Linked DNA regions of Mus musculus: all the other regions are linked to region 1. A link is a contact called in public Hi-C, HiChIP or PLAC-seq and Micro-C data. All regions are on one chromosome and are shown on one strand. The core of a region is the stretch at or near the end of the contact, and the rest is flanking DNA. Distances in the headings are between cores, read along the strand shown.

Evidence for each region. Hi-C and Micro-C count contacts between places; a contact is called where the count stands out from the background. HiChIP or PLAC-seq counts read pairs in DNA pulled down with a chosen protein or histone mark.
Region 2: an H3K27ac HiChIP or PLAC-seq map of extraembryonic endoderm stem cells shows a contact between it and region 1, with 5 times the contacts expected there. The contact joins the enhancer-like site here to the promoter of 4833418N02Rik in region 1. A contact is called at or near these places in 2 of 39 promoter capture datasets (hippocampal neurons and liver), 4 of 115 datasets of contacts at active chromatin or transcription factors (embryonic forebrain, embryonic stem cells and extraembryonic endoderm stem cells) and 3 of 9 other capture datasets (adipose tissue, embryonic stem cells and liver).
Region 3: a Micro-C map of embryonic stem cells shows a contact between it and region 1, with 3 times the contacts expected there. The contact joins the promoter of Epas1 here to the promoter of 4833418N02Rik in region 1. A contact is called at or near these places in 2 of 39 promoter capture datasets (hippocampal neurons and liver), 3 of 484 Hi-C or Micro-C datasets (all in embryonic stem cells) and 3 of 115 datasets of contacts at active chromatin or transcription factors (embryonic stem cells, hepatocytes and pancreatic cancer cells).
Region 4: a contact with region 1 is called in an H3K27ac HiChIP or PLAC-seq map of microglia, with 5 times the contacts expected there. The contact joins the promoter of Fbxo11 here to the promoter of 4833418N02Rik in region 1. A contact is called at or near these places in 4 of 484 Hi-C or Micro-C datasets (CD4 T cells, embryonic stem cells, erythroblasts and 1 more), 4 of 115 datasets of contacts at active chromatin or transcription factors (bone marrow-derived macrophages, extraembryonic endoderm stem cells, microglia and 1 more) and 1 of 9 other capture datasets (liver).
Region 5: a Hi-C map of regulatory T cells shows a contact between it and region 1, with 7 times the contacts expected there. The contact joins the enhancer-like site here to the promoter of 4833418N02Rik in region 1. A contact is called at or near these places in 2 of 484 Hi-C or Micro-C datasets (the G1E-ER4 cell line and regulatory T cells).
Region 6: a Micro-C map of embryonic stem cells shows a contact between it and region 1, with 5 times the contacts expected there. The contact joins the promoter of Kcnk12 here to the promoter of 4833418N02Rik in region 1. A contact is called at or near these places in 1 of 39 promoter capture datasets (embryonic stem cells), 1 of 484 Hi-C or Micro-C datasets (embryonic stem cells), 1 of 115 datasets of contacts at active chromatin or transcription factors (embryonic stem cells) and 1 of 9 other capture datasets (embryonic stem cells).

What each region holds. Positions count from the first base shown.
Region 1 is chr17:87,281,511-87,284,356 of GRCm38.p6, reverse strand. 4833418N02Rik (RIKEN cDNA 4833418N02 gene) reads left to right here and starts at 1,543. Exons shown (of 5, transcript NR_015506.3): 1 at 1,543-2,183. Ttc7 (tetratricopeptide repeat domain 7) reads right to left here and starts at 1,471. Exons shown (of 20, transcript NM_028639.3): 1 at 947-1,471. The coding sequence starts at 1,133.
Region 2 is chr17:86,493,781-86,496,525 of GRCm38.p6, reverse strand. Prkce (protein kinase C, epsilon) reads right to left here. Exons shown (of 15, transcript NM_011104.3): 10 at 415-588. Among named protein-coding and RNA genes, the nearest start is that of Gm30284, 50 kb to the right of the region's middle. Within about 2 kb of position 1,470, at least 26 of the 459 cell types and tissues checked have an H3K27ac peak or open chromatin away from gene starts, as enhancers often do. A contact at or near this core is called in extraembryonic endoderm stem cells and liver, where this site is marked.
Region 3 is chr17:86,752,591-86,755,290 of GRCm38.p6, reverse strand. It overlaps Epas1 (endothelial PAS domain protein 1), which reads right to left and starts at 1,427. Exons shown (of 16, transcript NM_010137.3): 1 at 983-1,427. The coding sequence starts at 1,008.
Region 4 is chr17:88,064,673-88,067,372 of GRCm38.p6, reverse strand. It overlaps Fbxo11 (F-box protein 11), which reads left to right and starts at 1,328. Exons shown (of 23, transcript NM_001081034.3): 1 at 1,328-2,364. The coding sequence starts at 2,121. Gm45950 (a long non-coding RNA gene) reads right to left here and starts at 1,248. Exons shown (of 2, transcript XR_385899.1): 1 at 806-1,248.
Region 5 is chr17:86,300,089-86,302,788 of GRCm38.p6, reverse strand. All of the region lies in intron 1 of Prkce (protein kinase C, epsilon), which reads right to left. Among named protein-coding and RNA genes, the nearest start is that of 2010106C02Rik, 14 kb to the right of the region's middle. Within about 2 kb of position 1,353, at least 188 of the 459 cell types and tissues checked have an H3K27ac peak or open chromatin away from gene starts, as enhancers often do. A contact at or near this core is called in the G1E-ER4 cell line and regulatory T cells, where this site is marked.
Region 6 is chr17:87,796,614-87,799,313 of GRCm38.p6, reverse strand. Kcnk12 (potassium channel, subfamily K, member 12) reads left to right here and starts at 1,320. Exons shown (of 2, transcript NM_199251.1): 1 at 1,320-2,250. The coding sequence starts at 1,860.

The DNA.
Region 1 (2,846 bases), core at 294-2,793:
CAAACGAAAAGGTGTACTCAGAATCCTGGGTTCAGATTTCACAACTTACTGGCTGATTGATGAAGCTATTTACCTATAAATACAGCAAATCCAGGAAACAGGAGTCGCTGGGAGGAGTGACGGCTAAAGTCCCGAGGTTGGTGTGGCACACAGTAAGCACTATATTGGATCAGGGTTATAATCACCCCATCGCTCCCACAGAGGTGTCCCGGGCTGGGTGGTTTTGGAAAACTCTTTATAGTCGGACTTATTCTCTGCCCACTTCGGAAAAGGTGGGTGTGCACACGCGGCGGGCTCTGAACCTCTCCCACCGCAGAGAGCAAGACACCCGAAACAGGATCTGGGTCTGAAGACTGGGCGGGGTTCTCCCTCTACCCCATCAGGGTGCTTTCCCGCCCCAGCACAAGAGCCCAGCCCAACTAAACCAGCCCTGCTGCAAAAGCCACAGGCTGCCAGGACTGGATGGGGCCAGTGTCCGCCACTGGCGAAGAAACTGAGGTTCGCCGGCCTCTTCTCTGACCAAACGCATCGGTCTAAGTCTGCTGTGGACAGAGCTTGGTCTCAACTTTATTTGAGGGGAAAATAAGAGAAGACACAGAGGAACAAATTTAACATGAGGGAGTTTCGACAGTTTAGGGAGGCAACGGTCCGGTCTAATGAATGCACTTCTCTGATACCTACAGAAACCTCCATTTCAGGGTAGGGTTACCCACGTGACCTTAAAAGGCAGAGAGCACAAACTTTTCTCTTTCTCTCTCTTCTCTTCAAACACCCAATCTGCAAAGCGATTTTTCTCTTGGGACAGACGACTTTCCTAACTGCCTCGGCAAGCCGGAGGGTAGCACCCAGCGCCGGCTCCGGGACGGGTCGGTTGAGTCGCGCTTCCTGGACGAGGCGGTGCTTTTCGCGCGCTCGCTCCGGGCGAATCTGCCCTTCCCTCACTCACCGGTGTCCAGAGTGGTGAACCTGCCGCTCGGGCTGTTTCGCCGGTTGCTACTGCCGCCGCCGGAAATGCCCAGCATCTGCAGATGCCGGGCCAGCTCGAACATGCGGTCCCACTGGCCCTCGGCGCGGCAGCGCTCCACCTCGCTCTCCACCTTCAGGTGGGTGCCGTGCGCGCCCTTCGCAGCCATCTTCGAGCAGGAGCTGTCATGGGAGGTGCGGCGGAGGAGTGGAGACCAGGCCGGGGGCGGCGTCCAGGCTGGGGAGCACTCTCCAGCAGGCTTGACGGGAGTGCAGACGGCATCCGGGGCCCGGGTGGCAGAGGGGGCCCGGGTAACGGCAAGGGGCCCGCAGCAGCAGCAGCAGCAGCGGCGGCGGCAGCGCCCACCGCACCGCCTGGAGCCTCTGGACTGGGGCTGCGGCTGCGCGACCCCAAGGCGTCCAGAAGCAGCCTCCGCCGCTGCTGCAGCAGCTCCTGACGCTGCTGTCTCCTCCTGTGCAGCAGCTGCTGCCACAGCTCCCGCCCCGTGCCCGGGCGTCTCCAACAGCGGAACCTCCCCGGGCCGCGGCTCCACCCCAAAGTGGGCGTGGCTATCCCCCGCCGGGCTAGGCGAGCCGACCGCCAGCGAGGCCACAGAAGCCAAGCGCGCACACGGCGATCTCGGGCCGCCCTCCGCCGGCTCCCCGCCGCTGACTGGGTGCTCACTTTAATGCTGCGGGGAGCCCGGGAGCCCGGGGGCGCCTCGCTCCCCGTTCCCTCCCCATCCCGTCAGGACTCTTGGCCTGGGGTCCTCCGCCCGGACCGCCCGGCTTTGTGTGGTGGCCCCGTCACCGCCACAGCCTGAGGCACGTCACAAATCCGAGGAGCGGCCGACAGGACAGTCCTGGTCCCGGGCTCTTGGCGGATCCGGGTCGGATGCAACGCGCCCGCCCGCAGGGCTGCGGATAGACCGGCCGGGGCAAGTCCCTAAGCTCTTCGGATGTCCCCAACTCGGAGAGGGTTTATGTTTGTTTTAACTGCCGGACTCCTCTTTCCATCGGAATGCCTACTCTGGGTTCTAAAAGAGGATCTCAGCTGATTTTCCACTTGCTGCTACTTTATTTTGGTGTCTAAAGGCTGATCAGAACTCCAGGGAGCGCCCGACTCCGCTCTGCTCCGCTCTAAGGCCAGCGGTGCCCAGAAGTTCAAAGGACTCTGGGCGGGGCTTGGAGGGCGGAGCCAGGACTACCCTGGCTAGAAGGCAAGTATCGTGACCCCACCCTCGGTGAAACTGGAGCTGTCAATCCTGCCTGGGAATTGAGGATGTAGCTAAAACCACAGCCAACACTGAAAAAAAAATCCCCAGGGCCTGTACTTAAGTCACTTGTTGTGAGGTCCATTCCGAAAACGTTCGAGAATGATTTCAGGCAAGCTTTTCAGTAGTTCGAAACTGACCGCTTTCTACTTCTCCGGGAGGTCCTTCCACTCCCTGCCCCTTGCTGCCGGGAAATTTACAGCTTCAAGTTTCAGTACAGAACTAAGGTTTTCGGGTCTATCAGAGCACAGGCTCCTGACGCCCATTACCAGGGCCGGTCCCTATCAAAACTTCAGCTCCTCCGTGTGATCGAAATGAAGCCCCCTTCCTCCCTGGAAGGCAAGATTCCCTGCCCCTGTGTGCAGAACCTGAGGTTCTGCAGAACTAGGTTTCACGGAGGCGGTGGGGCAGGGGGATGGGGTGGGGAGAGGGTTGGGGAAGGCAGAAAGAGTGAAAGACTGACTTGGGTATCCTGAGAATGCGTTTTCAATTTACCTAGTCAGAGTGTTAGTGGGAGATACCCCTGGGGCCAGAGGGAACAGCAGGATTGACAGAAAGGGGAAGGGTAGACTGATAGAAACAAAGAAACCCCATCTTTTCTTCCCATTC
Region 2 (2,745 bases), core at 221-2,720, 790 kb after region 1:
ATCTCCTATGACATCACACAAGGTAGAAGGATGAAGGTAGCTTTTGCTTTTTTTTTTTTTCTTCTTTTGAGCTGAAGCAGCCTAGAAGCAATCTTACTGTTGATTGAAAAGAGCTGGAACCGGGTTTACACCGCATCTGTTGGTTTTTCCAATGAGTCAACACTGGGGTTGACCATTTGGCTTTGAGTTGCCACAATCTGAAAGTGCACTATCGATCTTTCATCCCTGCACAGACACACATATGGTGTTCAATCGAACGCCTATCTCTGCAAGGGTAAAATCCACTCCACCACACTAAGTCTTGGAGAGAGGTACGCAGACGGTCAAAAGTGGTTTCTGATAGCTTAGATTCTGTGTGTTAGATGCCACGATACTACCCAAGAGGTCAGCTGGCCAGCCCCTTCTTAAGCATACCTTGGTCTGGAAGCAGCAATAGAGTTGGGTTAGATAAGGGTGTTTCCGAGCCAGAGCCAAAATCCTCTTCTCTGTCATTGTGCAGTCCACATCATCGTCTTGTAGGATAACGTCCTTCTTCAAGACCTTCACAGCGTAGACTTCATCTTTGCCTTTGAGTTCCGCCAACATGACCTGCAACCAGTTTTAACACATCTGGTCAGTCTTCACACCCACAGAACCAAATGATGTCAAATATCTAAGTGTCAATTGTTTCTTTCTTTCATTTTTAATGAAGATGTTTAGGAAGCTAACATTTTAAACGTTTAGGGAAACTACCTAAGGGGTTTTTTTTTTTTAAATCTCTGGCACAGTGCTCAGGTAAGAGAAGTTTAATGCACAGGGGCTAATTATTCATATCTTCATCTCCACTAGTGATACTGTAATTATCAGAGAACAAATGTAGCGTGCTTCCTATCTCTCCCTTGTATCTTTCTCTTCTCGCCTTTTCCCTCTTTCTTCATTTCTTTTGACAGTTCCCACTATGTAGCCCATGTTGGTCTTGAACTCATGACACTTCTGTTTCATCCAAATGCTAAAATATTAGGTGTGCCCCACCATACCACACACACATACAGACTTTCAGAAGAAGCAATATGTTATATGTATTTTCCTATAAAGTCTTCATCTCTATCATGATTGCTGGTACTCAGTTCAAAGTAAATACACTATAATTGATTCTGCTATCTCCTTCATATTAGAAACAAGTTATACCCAATTAAGTTCTATATAAGTTGCGCTGAGTGCTTTTGGACACAATTTAAAATTTTGTTTGGCATTATATCCTTGAAATAGATAGTTTTAGAACTAAAGGGTTGAACATTTTACACACTTCCCGATTTTTAAAAAAAGACTTGTTTATTTACTTATATAAGTACATGTCTTCAGACACACCAGGAGAGGGCATCGGATCCCATTACAGATGGTTGTGAGCCACCACGTGGTTGCTCAGGACCTCTAGAAGAGCAGACAGTGCCCCTAACTGCTGAGCCATCTCTGCAGCCCACATTTCCTGGTTTTTAAGAGGGCTACTTCAGAGAATAGCGTCTCTGAGCATGGGGCCGCTTTCACCTTCCCCTTCTGTTGGCTTGCTTCCTCTTCCTTGACAAACGGGAGACATTACCCTGACTCTGCTTTCAACTTGCAGTCTACCTTCCTGGGAGATTTATTTTCCAGTCGATTCTCTTTGTGGGAGAGTTTTCTCCTCTGTCTAGTTATTTGGGGTTGTTACTTCTAAGTCGGTACACATAAGAGACATAAAGACAAACCTCTTGCTCTCCGCACTGGCCCTCCCTTGCCTGCTTCATGACAAGCTGCTGCTATCTTTTCTTACTGAACATAACCTCTTTATCTGTGTGTACTTAATCGTGCCCTGTGTTTGCCTTTACAGTTTTATCCACAGTGCTGCAGGTAAAGACACAATTCCTTCCCCTGAGGGCTTATGGGGAGTCTGTTTTCTTGGCATTTGCCTATCAGTTGGCGTTTTCATTTATCTCCAAATAGTTGCAGGTCATTCTCCTTCCTGGGAACTTTGAAGAATGCTATTCCAATGTTGCCGTCAAAGTAAACCGAACATAACCCAAGGAACTTGAGAGGGTGCGGATTCTGTCACCTACAAAATACAGCCTATGTAAAACGGGCTCCAAGCTGCTTGCGATGGTGTGATTTTGCCTAAGAAGCCAGCTAAGCGCTCAGAGTCTTCAGGACCCCTATCCTGTCTACCTTACGTGCAGACCTGGGAGTTCTGAGCATGCTCAGTTCCCTAGAATCCTGCTCAGATTCAGACCTAGCCCTGCTCATAGCCTAAGCCAGAGCCACACGTAAACCAGAGGCCTGGGGTCTGTTTCTTATTAAGCTAGTTTTTAAAGAATGTGATCGATTCAGCAGTTGCCATCTGAGGAAATTTCAGTAACCTCCCTGCCAGGTGATCTCGGGACAGATAGGGCAGGTGAGTGCCTGCAGAGGCAGGCCCTGTGCCTGAGGGCTTCACGGAGCCTTCCCTCAGAATGGCCTTGGAATGGTGAATTAGGCCTTTCACTCCTGGCTGCTTCCCAGAGCCCAGCACAAATGAGAGAACCTAACTGCTACACCAGGCACGGTATTAAGACAGACAAGGAGACAGATAGACAGATATCTGAAATGCCCCTCATTTTTCTGGGCTCTTTGCATTTTGCCAGGACCATCACTGGTGGGCACAGCCCCACAAGGCATAGAGTGCAGCAGAGATCTGGGGGAAATGCCCTCAAGGGCAAAGGCCCGGATCCACTACACAATTATCCAGCTCTCCTCTCA
Region 3 (2,700 bases), core at 178-2,677, 530 kb after region 1:
CCCAGCTAAGTCGCCACGGAGCGCAGTGCTGGAAGCTCTAACCCACGGCACGCACCGATCGAAACAGGAGCAAAGTGCCAGGCGGCCAGCTATAAACTTTTGCAGGCGACGAGAATGTACCCAGGTCTGCGGCGGGGTCACAGTGTGTTCCCACCTCAGCTCCTAGAGCTGGGTGTCAAGTCACCAGATGCGGGGCGGATTGAAGGAGGCTCGAGGGCAGCGCGAGTTGCCCCGAGTTGCCTCTCACCCAGTGCCGAAAGGTTCGCGAGGACAAACCTTCGTGGCTGCCCTTCGTCTTAAGAATCAGACACTCGGAGCCGCCGGGTGTCACGGTCTTCTCTCTGCACACTAGAGCACCTGCCCCCGCAGGGCAATCCAGGTCACTCACTCCCCACTCTCTGCCGGAGTCTAGGTGTAGGGTAAGGTTAAGGGGGTTGAACAAACTTGGGTGCCGTCTGGAGCAGGACCCTTGACAGTGTTCCGGCTTCTCGGTCAGGGCGCACCCCAGAGTTGCGCTTTGCCCTCTGTTCCATGCTAGTTTGGGGCGCAAAGCCCGCATAGGAACGCTCTCGGAAAGACCTAGAGGGTCTTAGGAAAAGAAAGGCGTGTCTACTGCTCCAGCATGGAAACCCTAAGAGTCGAGGGCATCAGCCCAGAAACATTTCAAAACACTCGCTAGGGAAGCTTGGTGCTCCAGGGACGACAGACTTTGGAAGGCGCCGCGGAAGCACCCCTGACCTCCAGGGCCATCTCTCCGTGTCTCAAGGTCTCGGAACTATCCGCTTTGCAACTCTACTGCGACACCGCAGCTCCTTGTCCCTAAAGGCATCACCGACTCGCTTACTCAAAGCCCCTCAACAGCGGTCCTCCAGCCTCCGAGAACTCTCGCACCCCTCTCCCGACTGCCCCGGGTCGCGCCCGCCACGCGCAGTTCCGCCAATGCCTGGGACCAAGTCGGTCGCCAGCTTTGACTCCCGCTTACCTTTTTTTCTCCTTGTCAGCTGTCATTGTCGCCGTGGCCCTCCGAGACCCGGAGCACCTGGGTTCCTTAACCCCGTAGGGGCTGCAGCCGCTCTCTTTGCTGTGGCCCTCCGCAGCTCTCTGTCGCCCGGGCAGGTGTGAAAGGTCTTTAGTGCTCGCAGGTCCGAGAGTCCCGCTCAATCAGGTGGAAGTTTGCAGAGGGCTGGCTAGGTGCGGAGGAGGAGGAGGGAGGAGGGGGGTGACGGGGAGGAACCTGCAGGAGGAGGCGGGGCCGGGGAAAGGAGTGGGAGGAGGTTGTAAGACGCCAAAAGAGAGAGAGAGCAGCGACAAGGGACCTGGAGTTCCGTTTAGCCCCGAACAGGAGTCACTTTTCTGGGATCTGACAAATCAAAACCAACCAACCAAAAAAGAAAAAGAAAAAAAGAAAAAGAAAAAAAGAAAAAAAAATGGCTCGAAGAGAGCAAGTTGGAAAAAAATCCGGGGGCAAGCGAGTGCGGCCGCTGAGATGACCATACAGTCTCAGGACACTGCCGAGGATTGTACGGCCGCCTCAGGAGAGCTGGAGCGGAGCGCTGCGGACTCCGGAGCTGTACACCGGCCGCTCTCGAATGTCCGGCCTCCTCGGCTGTCAGCCCACTTTAAAAACTCGGACGGCCCGCCCGCGGGAGGGCGCGAGGGGCGCGGGAGTGGGACATCGGGCTGGGGGCGGGCCGGGGGCGGGGCTCCAGAGAAGCCCCGCCCCGCACGCTGGCTGCCTGCCCCGACTTCCCACCGTGTCCCGGCCAATAGGGAGGCGCGGCCACAGCCTCTGCCCTGACCCCGTCCCTCCCCTTTCTCTGGAGCTGCGCTCCTCGGGCGCCCGCCTGCCCTTCCTCCTCCTTCCGCAGAACTGCGACTTGTTTTTGAGGTCGCTGGTGGCGAGTAACTATATGGGACTCCAAATGGAAGCGCAGTTAGCGCAGGACTGAGTAATGGCGGGGATCTGCTACCCAAGTTCGGAGTATGCCTTTGCGCCAGTGTCCTTTCAGCCTCACTTTTCCCCTAAGAGCTAGGCTAGGGCAGGAGCGCTGGGTCGGAGATCGCGAGCGCAGCTAGGGCGTGCAGCGAGCGCCCAGCCAACCCCCCCCCCCCCCGCTTCCGGGTGCTGCTATAGTCCCCTAAACCATCCACTTGGCTCCCTTCGGCCGGCGGTAATGATCCCCAGGACCCTGTCGGCTCTTGTTCTTGTCTGCCTTGGAGGTGCGCTCTCTTTGGCCAAACTGACCTTGACTTCTGAGTCCCGAGTGGCAGAAAGTTGTGGGAGAAACTGGGACAAAAATGATCTAGGGTTGCTCCTGCCTGTGTCTTCCTCAACCGGTTTGTGGGTTTTGAGGTGCTCGTGGTAGACTGTTAGGTTTAAGTGTATGCCTGAGAGGAGAGCCTTGGAGCTCCCTCAGGCCTCTGCCCGCTCTCAATACCCCAGTATCACCGTGGGCTCCCCAGAGAGTTCCTGAGTGTGATGTTGGGATGTGTTGATAGCGTGTTCCCAAATCACTGGATGTGCTCTTCCGGGGTTCGAAGGATACAGCCAACTGCAGGACGTGGTGTTATGAAGTCTCCTCTTCCCTAGGCAGTCAGAGGGTTCTTTGGCCTTTCCACCTGTGAGATGCCCACTCCTGCTTTGATCTTAGACACTTTCCCATTTCCTACTTCTGCAGGAAAATCTCCAGAAGGAAGAAG
Region 4 (2,700 bases), core at 79-2,578, 780 kb before region 1:
GCGGATTTCTGAGTTAGAGGCCAGCCTGATCTACAGAATGAGTTCCAGGACAGCCAGGACTACACAGAGAAATTCTGTCTCAAAAAACCAAGAAAGAAAAAAGAAAAAAAAAAAGAAAAAGAAAAAAAGAAAAAAAGAAAAAAATCTGTAATTTACACATAGCACAATACCGTAGACTTACCTCTCCTGTGCGTCCCTTAGAATTCACTTTTCTCCCTCCCTTTCTGAAGCTTTGTAATGTTTTATCTATCTTAAGCCTAGAAAGCAATCAATGAAATTCAAGTAGAAAATCACTGACAGCTCCGAAATGAGGGAATCCAGAGATAAACCACTAGCTATGCAATAAGGAATAGTGAGCGGAGTACATTTTCAGTCTTCATAACGGCGGCCAGGGAATAGAAACACATTTTCCTTGGGGAGAGATTGTGCTAAGGGGACCAGACACAGATACAAAAGATTATTCCTCTCGGGGGTTTATCTTTCTTGACTTCGTGGGACCTAAAACAAAACCAATATAATCCATCACAACCTCCACCCGTTTTATTTTACTTCTTCCGGAACACCATGTAGACCACTTGCCCCCCCCCCCCCCCCAAAAAAAAAGCCTAAAGCAAACTAACTTGGTTAAAGATCTAAAACATTCTGAAAGTTTGGGCGACAAAAGCTGGAACCGACTCCAGACTCTCTCTTAAGTTCTCAGCAGAGCCGAAACAAGATTTCTTAAGGTTTGCAAATAAATCCCTTCAGCTGGACTAAAAACGCACAGAGCCTGGAGCGCTCCCTACAGCTGAGAGCTTGAACCTACCGAGCCCAGAAATCCGGAGTTACCCAAGACGGAGTCCCTCACTCCTTGTGGCGTTTAAGAGAACCAGGTGAAGGTTGGGGTGGAGGGAGGCTGAACCGGCAAAAGGCAGGATTAATCACTTCTCCCAATTGCATCAGCAGCCCCCGCCCTTCCTTCAGAGCACCTCCTATCCTAGAACCTTCGCTACGTACTGCCGCTCCTTCGCCCACCCCCGGCTCCATTATATGCCCTGATACCTCCCCATTATCACCCGCCCTGCCACACTCCCCCCTTTCCTCTTTCCTCCTCCTCCTCCTCCGTCGGGGAAGGAGGAAACCCGAGAGAGGAAACAGGGTGTTGGAGGAAGGGGGCTCCGCGATAAGAGAGGAGGCTCCATTGGCTCCGACACCGTACGGGCGCTTCCCATTGGTCAGGCCCCGCCGGAATCCACGCCCCCTCTGTCCCCGCCCCCGCCCCTCCCCCGCCGGCTCGCGGCCCTCCCCCCGCGCCCCCCGGCCAGCCCCGCGGCGGGGAGGGACCGACAGGGCTTGAGCGGAGAGGCTCCGGCGGTGTCAATGGCTCCTCCTGCCACGGAGCAGCAGCAGCAGCAGCAGCGGCAGCAGCAGCAGCGGCAGCGGCGGCGGCGGCGCTGGGGCTGAGGAGGGAAGGTTCCTTTAAGGAGGAGGAACGACGACGCCTCTTTTGCCCCTATCTCCTCCCTTTTACACTCATTTCCCCTTCGCCGAGGGTGGGGGTGGGGGGGGCGGAGGAGAGAGAAGAGGCCGAAGAAAGAGAAAATTCCTCGCAGGGCGCTCTTTCAGGGGGTGTGGGGGGAGGACGAGGAACGGAGGAGCCGGGCGCCCCCCGCGCGCTCCCGCCCCGCTCGGCTCGCCCTCTCCGAGATCGCCCGTCCGCCCACTCCCCCCGCCGCCGCCGCTGCCGGAGACGCCGCTCGGGAGTCGGCGGGCCCGGCTCGTCTGCTCGGCCGCCGCCGCGCTTCGCCTCGGGCTCCCCAGGCGGACGGACGCCCTTTCTTTCTTTCTCTTGCCCGGCCCGTCTCTCTGTCTGCGTCCCTCGCGGCCGCCCCGCCCGGCGGCCTCGGCCTTGCCCGTGCGCCAGGCCCGGCCGGCGGGCCTCGCTCAAGCTCCGGTGGTGCCCCCAGCCTCCCCGCGGAGCCGGGGGAAGCTCACGCCCGGTGGCCCCCCGGTCCCCGCGTCCCCGGCCGCCCCGCTCCTTCCCGCTCCCCACCCCCTTCCTCCCCGGCCCCGGAGCTCGCGGTGCGTGTGCGCGTGAGTGTGTGTGTCCCTCCGCCAACGCCGCCACCTCAGCCCGGCAAATGAACTCCGTCCGAGCCGCCAACCGGAGACCCAGGCGAGTGTCGCGGCCGCGCCCGGTGCAACAGCAGCAGCAGCAGCCCCCGCAGCAGCCGCCGCCGCAGCCGCCTCAGCAACAGCCGCCGCCGCAGCCGCCCCAGCAGCCGCCGCAGCAGCAGCCCCCGCCGCCGCCGCAGCAGCAGCCCCCGCCGCCGCCCCCGCCGCCTCCGCCGCCGCCTCAGGATCGGAACAACGCCGGCGAGAGGGGTAAGGCCGCGCTCGGGGCCTGGCTGGGCGGGCGGGAGGCCGGGCGGGGGCGGCGGCGGCGGCGGCGGCGCGCCCGGGGTGGGAGACGGAGGCCGAGCGGAGGCGGGTCCCACCGTGCCGCAGTGTTCGCCTGGGCCCGGCCCGGCCGGGCCTGGCCGGCAGGAAAAGCCGCGGCTGCGCGATCCGCCCGGGCTGCGGCTCAGGCCGCGCTTTGTTTGGTTTCGGGGCTGGCACCCTCCGTCCCCACCCCTCCTTGGGGCTTCCCGGCTGGCTCGCCCACCCCACGGGAGTCTGTTCGCGGCCGGGGGCGGGCAGGAGGGTGGGATTTCCCCCCTT
Region 5 (2,700 bases), core at 104-2,603, 980 kb after region 1:
CTTGTTACCTGCCCCTCCTGTAAATCCATGAGCCCCTGAGTAGGAGACCACTTGGCCCTACAGCTCACGCTCAACTTCCCCTGGGGCCCAAAAGGCTCTGTTCCACCATGTAGCCAACCTTGCCCGTTGCTTTCGCCTGGCCTAGAGTCCCTGGCTGACGTCTGCTTGCTCTCGTTCTCTTCCCCGCTCTGCCTCTCACTATGTTTTGATTTTGCTGGTCACTCTGCTCTCTAAGTCCATCCAAGCACCACACTAGGTGCAATTACCGAGCGTGCCCAGAGCTGCATTAGGCTAAGTTCTGAAACCCGGGCTGTGGTCCAAGCTCATGAGCTCATGGCAGAGGCTCAGTGCTCCCCAGCGGGGCCTTCATAGAAGCCTGGTTTCTCCCAGCTTGGAGAACAGTACTTCGGTTTTATAGGGCCTACTGTAGCTGTTCCTACAGTCACCAGCAGAAAAATGTCCCTTGGTCTCTACTCTGTGTGCAGTTTCCAAACCTATGGGTCATCCAGTCGGGTGGTTCACCTACGGAATCTGGACTCTGGGGGGAGGAGAGGAGCTAGCAGCTCCTGAGTCTGGGATTACAGTGTGAGCTGCTCCATTCCGTTGGAAATCTGAACTTGAACCAAAGCCTCCGGTGACTCACTGGGAGAGGGTGAGAAATCCTAGCTTTACAGCACACAGTAGGTTTTGGAACGAGGCTGACCTAGTTCTGTATGGTTTTACACAAGCTATACTGTGCAGTCTCCCCATCTGTAAAATGGGACCATTGCGCACTGAGGTTTCTACAGGACTATATGCTCTCCGTCAAGCTTAGTATAACAGTGACTTCTCTTCTTTGGCTGTGCATTTCCAAAGACTGTCAATTCATGTAATAAGGCACATGTAAAGTAAAAAACAAAAACAAAACAGGGCTATTGACAGCGGCTACCTTGGGTTGCAGCTGTAATTCAGAGACAACGTATTCGCCGAGCATGCACATGGTCCAATCCTCAACACAGTTCTGCAAACTCGCTCGCTAGCTAAGTCAATCACAATTAATTAAAAATAATGGCTCCTATAGACATTATTGAGAGGATCGGCATCCACAGGATAGACTCTGTGGCAAATGCCCAGGAAGGTTGGCTGCTGCTGTATCATAACAACCTTAGCCACTCATCGCCTTGCTCTACCTTCTCACACACAGAGCAGCCGGTCTCCCAACAGAACCTCAGGGCTGACGCCTGTCCCCGCACCTCAGAAATGGGACCCGGCTGCGTCAGGACTGCTTGTCTGGTTGCAGCGAGCTAGGCAGTGTGCAGATGGAGCCTAAAGATAAAATGGCTGAGAGCAGACACCAGAAAAGGAGTGGGAGGGCCCAGAAACGGAAGTCGGGGTAGAGAATATAAACTTCACTGATGTCACAGTTTTCTTGGAACCCCGTGGAGGAGGCTGCTAAATAGCAACTGCCGCTTGAACTGTCTCATTACTGTAACTCCTCCTGGAGTCCAGGGACACGTTCTCCTGGGTGTCCAAGCTAGGCATAACAGGAAATGCTGGAGAACACGGCACCATGCACAGGAACCCAGACCGCAAGGGGGGGGGGGGAAAGCACAGGACATATAGAAAACAGCAGAAGACGGAACTCAAGGTCCCCACGACATTGCTAACGAACGCCATGCAAAGATCTCAGGATGTGTCTGTGCAAGGCACAGGTGCTGCCTGGCAACCAGGAGATAACTAACCATCCCTCTATGCCTCGCAGGGCTGTAAGATGAGTGTTCCTCAAGAGACACAAGGAGGCTTGGCTGCTTCCTGCTGCCAGTAGATCCCTAGAAGGTGTTGGGTCACTGTTGGTGGGTAAGGGAGAGGCTTCAAGGCAGCCTCCAGATCCTTTGTCTCTACTTCGCTCCAGCAGGCACCGGGCACTGCTTTCCAGCTGTCCGCTGCTGCACGGAAGGCAGAGGTCAGAGCGTGGCTTCCTGGAGGAACCACACATCTGCTGCACTTCCTAGGATGGACTGAGTGCTCTCTGGGCCACCACAGATCTCCCCAGCTCCCCACCACAGATCCCCTGGACCTGATCCTATCACTTAATGCCCCGACTCTGAGAGCAACCATCCTCATTAGTTTGGGAAATCAAACTAAGAGCTACACATAATGTCCACACAATTTTAAATGACAGGATTAGTTTTGTTTTCTGTTTCCCTGTAAAACCCACCCCTGTCGGTCCCACCCTGCCTCCCCCCAAGTGTTTCCTACCCTGTCAGCTTTCTCAAATCTTGGACAGCATATACTTTCAGCTTACTGTTCTTCTTTCTTAGGGAGTGTTAATTTTTGTTGTTGTTTTATGTTTTTGAGGCAATAAACAATAAAGTCTTAGCTGGCCCTAGAACTTACTATGTAGATCAAACTGACTTTGAATCAGAGTGATCCATCTGCTTCTGCCCCTCTGCCCCTCTGCCAACCCTCTGCCCCTCTGCCAACCCTCTGCCCCTCTGCCCCTCTGCCCCTCTGCCCCTCTGCCCCTCTGCTCCTCTGACCCTCTGCCTCTCTGTCTCTCCTCTACCTCTCTGCCCCTCTGCCTCTGTTGGGATGAAAGGTGTGCACCTCCATGCTTGGCTACATAGTGTTAATTAAAAAAAAAATGTGTTACTACCTGGGGAAACTAGTATTACTAGCCATAAATATTTTTTTGCTACAATAAAACCAAAACAATATTAT
Region 6 (2,700 bases), core at 71-2,570, 520 kb before region 1:
GTCTCAGTCACCTGGATTGTCTAAGAAACCACTCTCCGCCCCCACTCCACCCCACCCCGTTATCTATATCACTAGCAGGATCTTCCCTGAGGCCAATGAAAAAGGGAAGGGGACCAAAAAAATAAAAAAGGAGGGGAGAGCTAGCGGGATATGGTGGGATTATCTGTTTATACCTAGGGTGTTCCTTACTACACAACTTTATGACCCCAGCCAAACTGGTTTCTGCCAGGCAGAGAAGGACCAGCGGCTGCGGGCATCATCCGCTATCTTTCCTCTCCGAGGTAGGGTGGAGGACACTTTCCTAGGGTGTTCCAAAGCACACCACTGTTCCTCCTAGCGAGCTTCTACCCTCCTGGCCCTCCACCGCACCCGGGGTGTATCCAGGCTCTCGTCCCTAGGACTGGTGAGCTGGGATAGCATAGAAGCCACAGCAGCACCCGGCCTGTGATCCTCCTGCTCTGGTGGCCCAGAGTTCCCCACCTGCGCGTGACTCCTCCTCCTGTCTCTATTCCGCAGCGTCCGCACCCTGGCGACACGCTGTTTTGGCGACCGCACCTGCGTCGGGGTAGGGTAGGGGACACTCTGGGGATAGAAGGAAATGCAAGGAGGGTCTTGGGAACACCCCGGTGCCGGGTGAGCAACCTCGCCTACGGTGGAGGGGGGGGGGGTGCACTGTCTGGAGCCTCCCACCCGCAGGCTGCGGCACCGATGCGCTGTCCGCGGTGCTGACGCCGGCCGGTCGCTCGGTCGGGAGGGGGAGCAGACGCCCTGGTTCCCGCCGCGCCCGGAGCTCATAGAGGCTGCCTGTCCTCGGTTCCCAAACCGTATCTTTTCACCCAGATGACTCCGCCGGAGTCCTGGAGCTGCGGTTGGACCCAGGAACAAAAGCGTGAGCAAAGGGAACTTAAATTTCAGGCTAGAGCCCGAGAATCGAAAGTCGGGTTCGGCTCCCGAGGGCCCCCAGTCCCTGAGACCTCAAAGCACCAAGTTGAACAAAGTTTCCCAGTGGCTTGAGAAAGGAAGACATTTCGGAGCCCAAGCGCGGGGAAAGAAGGACGAGGTTTTTTAGCGAGCTGGCATCCAGAACGGCAGTGGGACACCTGCTCTGGTGGGACGCACTGTTGCGGCCAGAACGACCTGGAGGCTTCGCAGCAGCCCAACTCTCCACCCATTCCTCCCTTCCTCACTCATCCCTCCCCAACACTCCGCCCCGGGCTCGGATGACTCCGCCTCTCCGTGTCGGGTAGCTCTTCAGCGGTAGCAGGGAAAGGAAGGGAGCGCTTCCCCGGAGGACAAGGCTGGGCTCTGAGGCTCGGAAGCCGACGCCGCCAGCTCAATTATAGGGGAGGAACAGGACTGCTCGCACAGCCTGCGCCTAGGCGAAACCGATCCCCAGCAGCCTCATGGAACGCTCCAGAGGACTCCCTCTGTGCCCTGCCACCGTGCTCCGATCCTAGGCGTCCGGACTCTACGGTTCACCCTGCTCGCAGCCCGCGGCCTGTCCAGAGTGGAGTATGCGGCCCGGAGCCCCATGGACTCTAGCCACCGGGGGCGCTGGCCTAGCTTCGGAGGCAGGAGCCCGAGGGCAGCAAGTGAGGAGCCGCGAGAGGCTGTAAGGCGTCGGGGCGCGGAGAGTAGCGCTCCAGCCCCGGTGTCCGCTGGGCCGGACGACCGGTGCGCGGCCTGAACGCCCGGCAGGAGGCGGATCGCCCTGCCGTCCCGGTTCCGGGAAGACTGCAGGGGGGCTCCGCTGCGGCCCCTGACCTCTGGCCACCATCCTCACGCTCCTGCTCCTACGGCGGGGATGTCACGGCCTCGGCTCCGAGCGCCGCCCCAGCCCCGGGGCTGAGCTGCGGACCATGTCCTCCCGCAGCCCCCGGCCCCCGCCCCGCCGCTGCCGCCGCCGCCTGCCGCGCCCCTCCTGCTGCTGCTGCTGTTGCCGCCGCTCGCACCTCAACGAGGACACCGGCCGCTTCGTGCTGCTGGCGGCGCTCATCGGCCTCTACCTGGTGGCGGGTGCCACCGTGTTCTCTGCGCTCGAAAGCCCGGGCGAGGCGGAGGCGCGGGCGCGCTGGGGCGCCACGCTGCGCAACTTCAGCGCTGCGCACGGCGTGGCGGAGCCCGAGCTGCGCGCCTTCCTCCGGCACTACGAGGCCGCGCTGGCCGCCGGGGTCCGCGCCGACGCGCTGCGCCCGCGCTGGGACTTCCCTGGAGCCTTCTACTTCGTGGGCACCGTGGTGTCGACCATAGGTGAGCGGCGCACCCCGCGCGTCTTTCCTCTGCGCGCCTGTCACTCGCTGCCCTTTCCACGGATCGGGGACCGGGCTGGCGTCCGCGGGATCCTCCTTTCCGTATTGATTTTCCTACTTTTGTCTCACTCTCTGTCCTCTCTCGTCCTCCTACTTTTCTTTCCTGCATTCGGAGCGAGGGGTTTGCCCGAATGGACCATCTCTAGCTCTTTCCAATCGGCTAACACTCATTGACTGTGTGTCAATCAAGAGCCAAACACTTTGAAGGCTCCTTGTTCAGCCTCTGCGCCTTAGTATTGTCCTCTGTAAGAGCGTATGTGAGAATGTATGTCAAGGGCTGCTATTTCCTACCCAACCCAGCCCTTACTATCCTCAGGAATGATTATAAAAGCCATTTCTGCATCCATTCTCAGCGTTTTAATTTCCTCCTCTTCTGTTGACACTCCCCCAC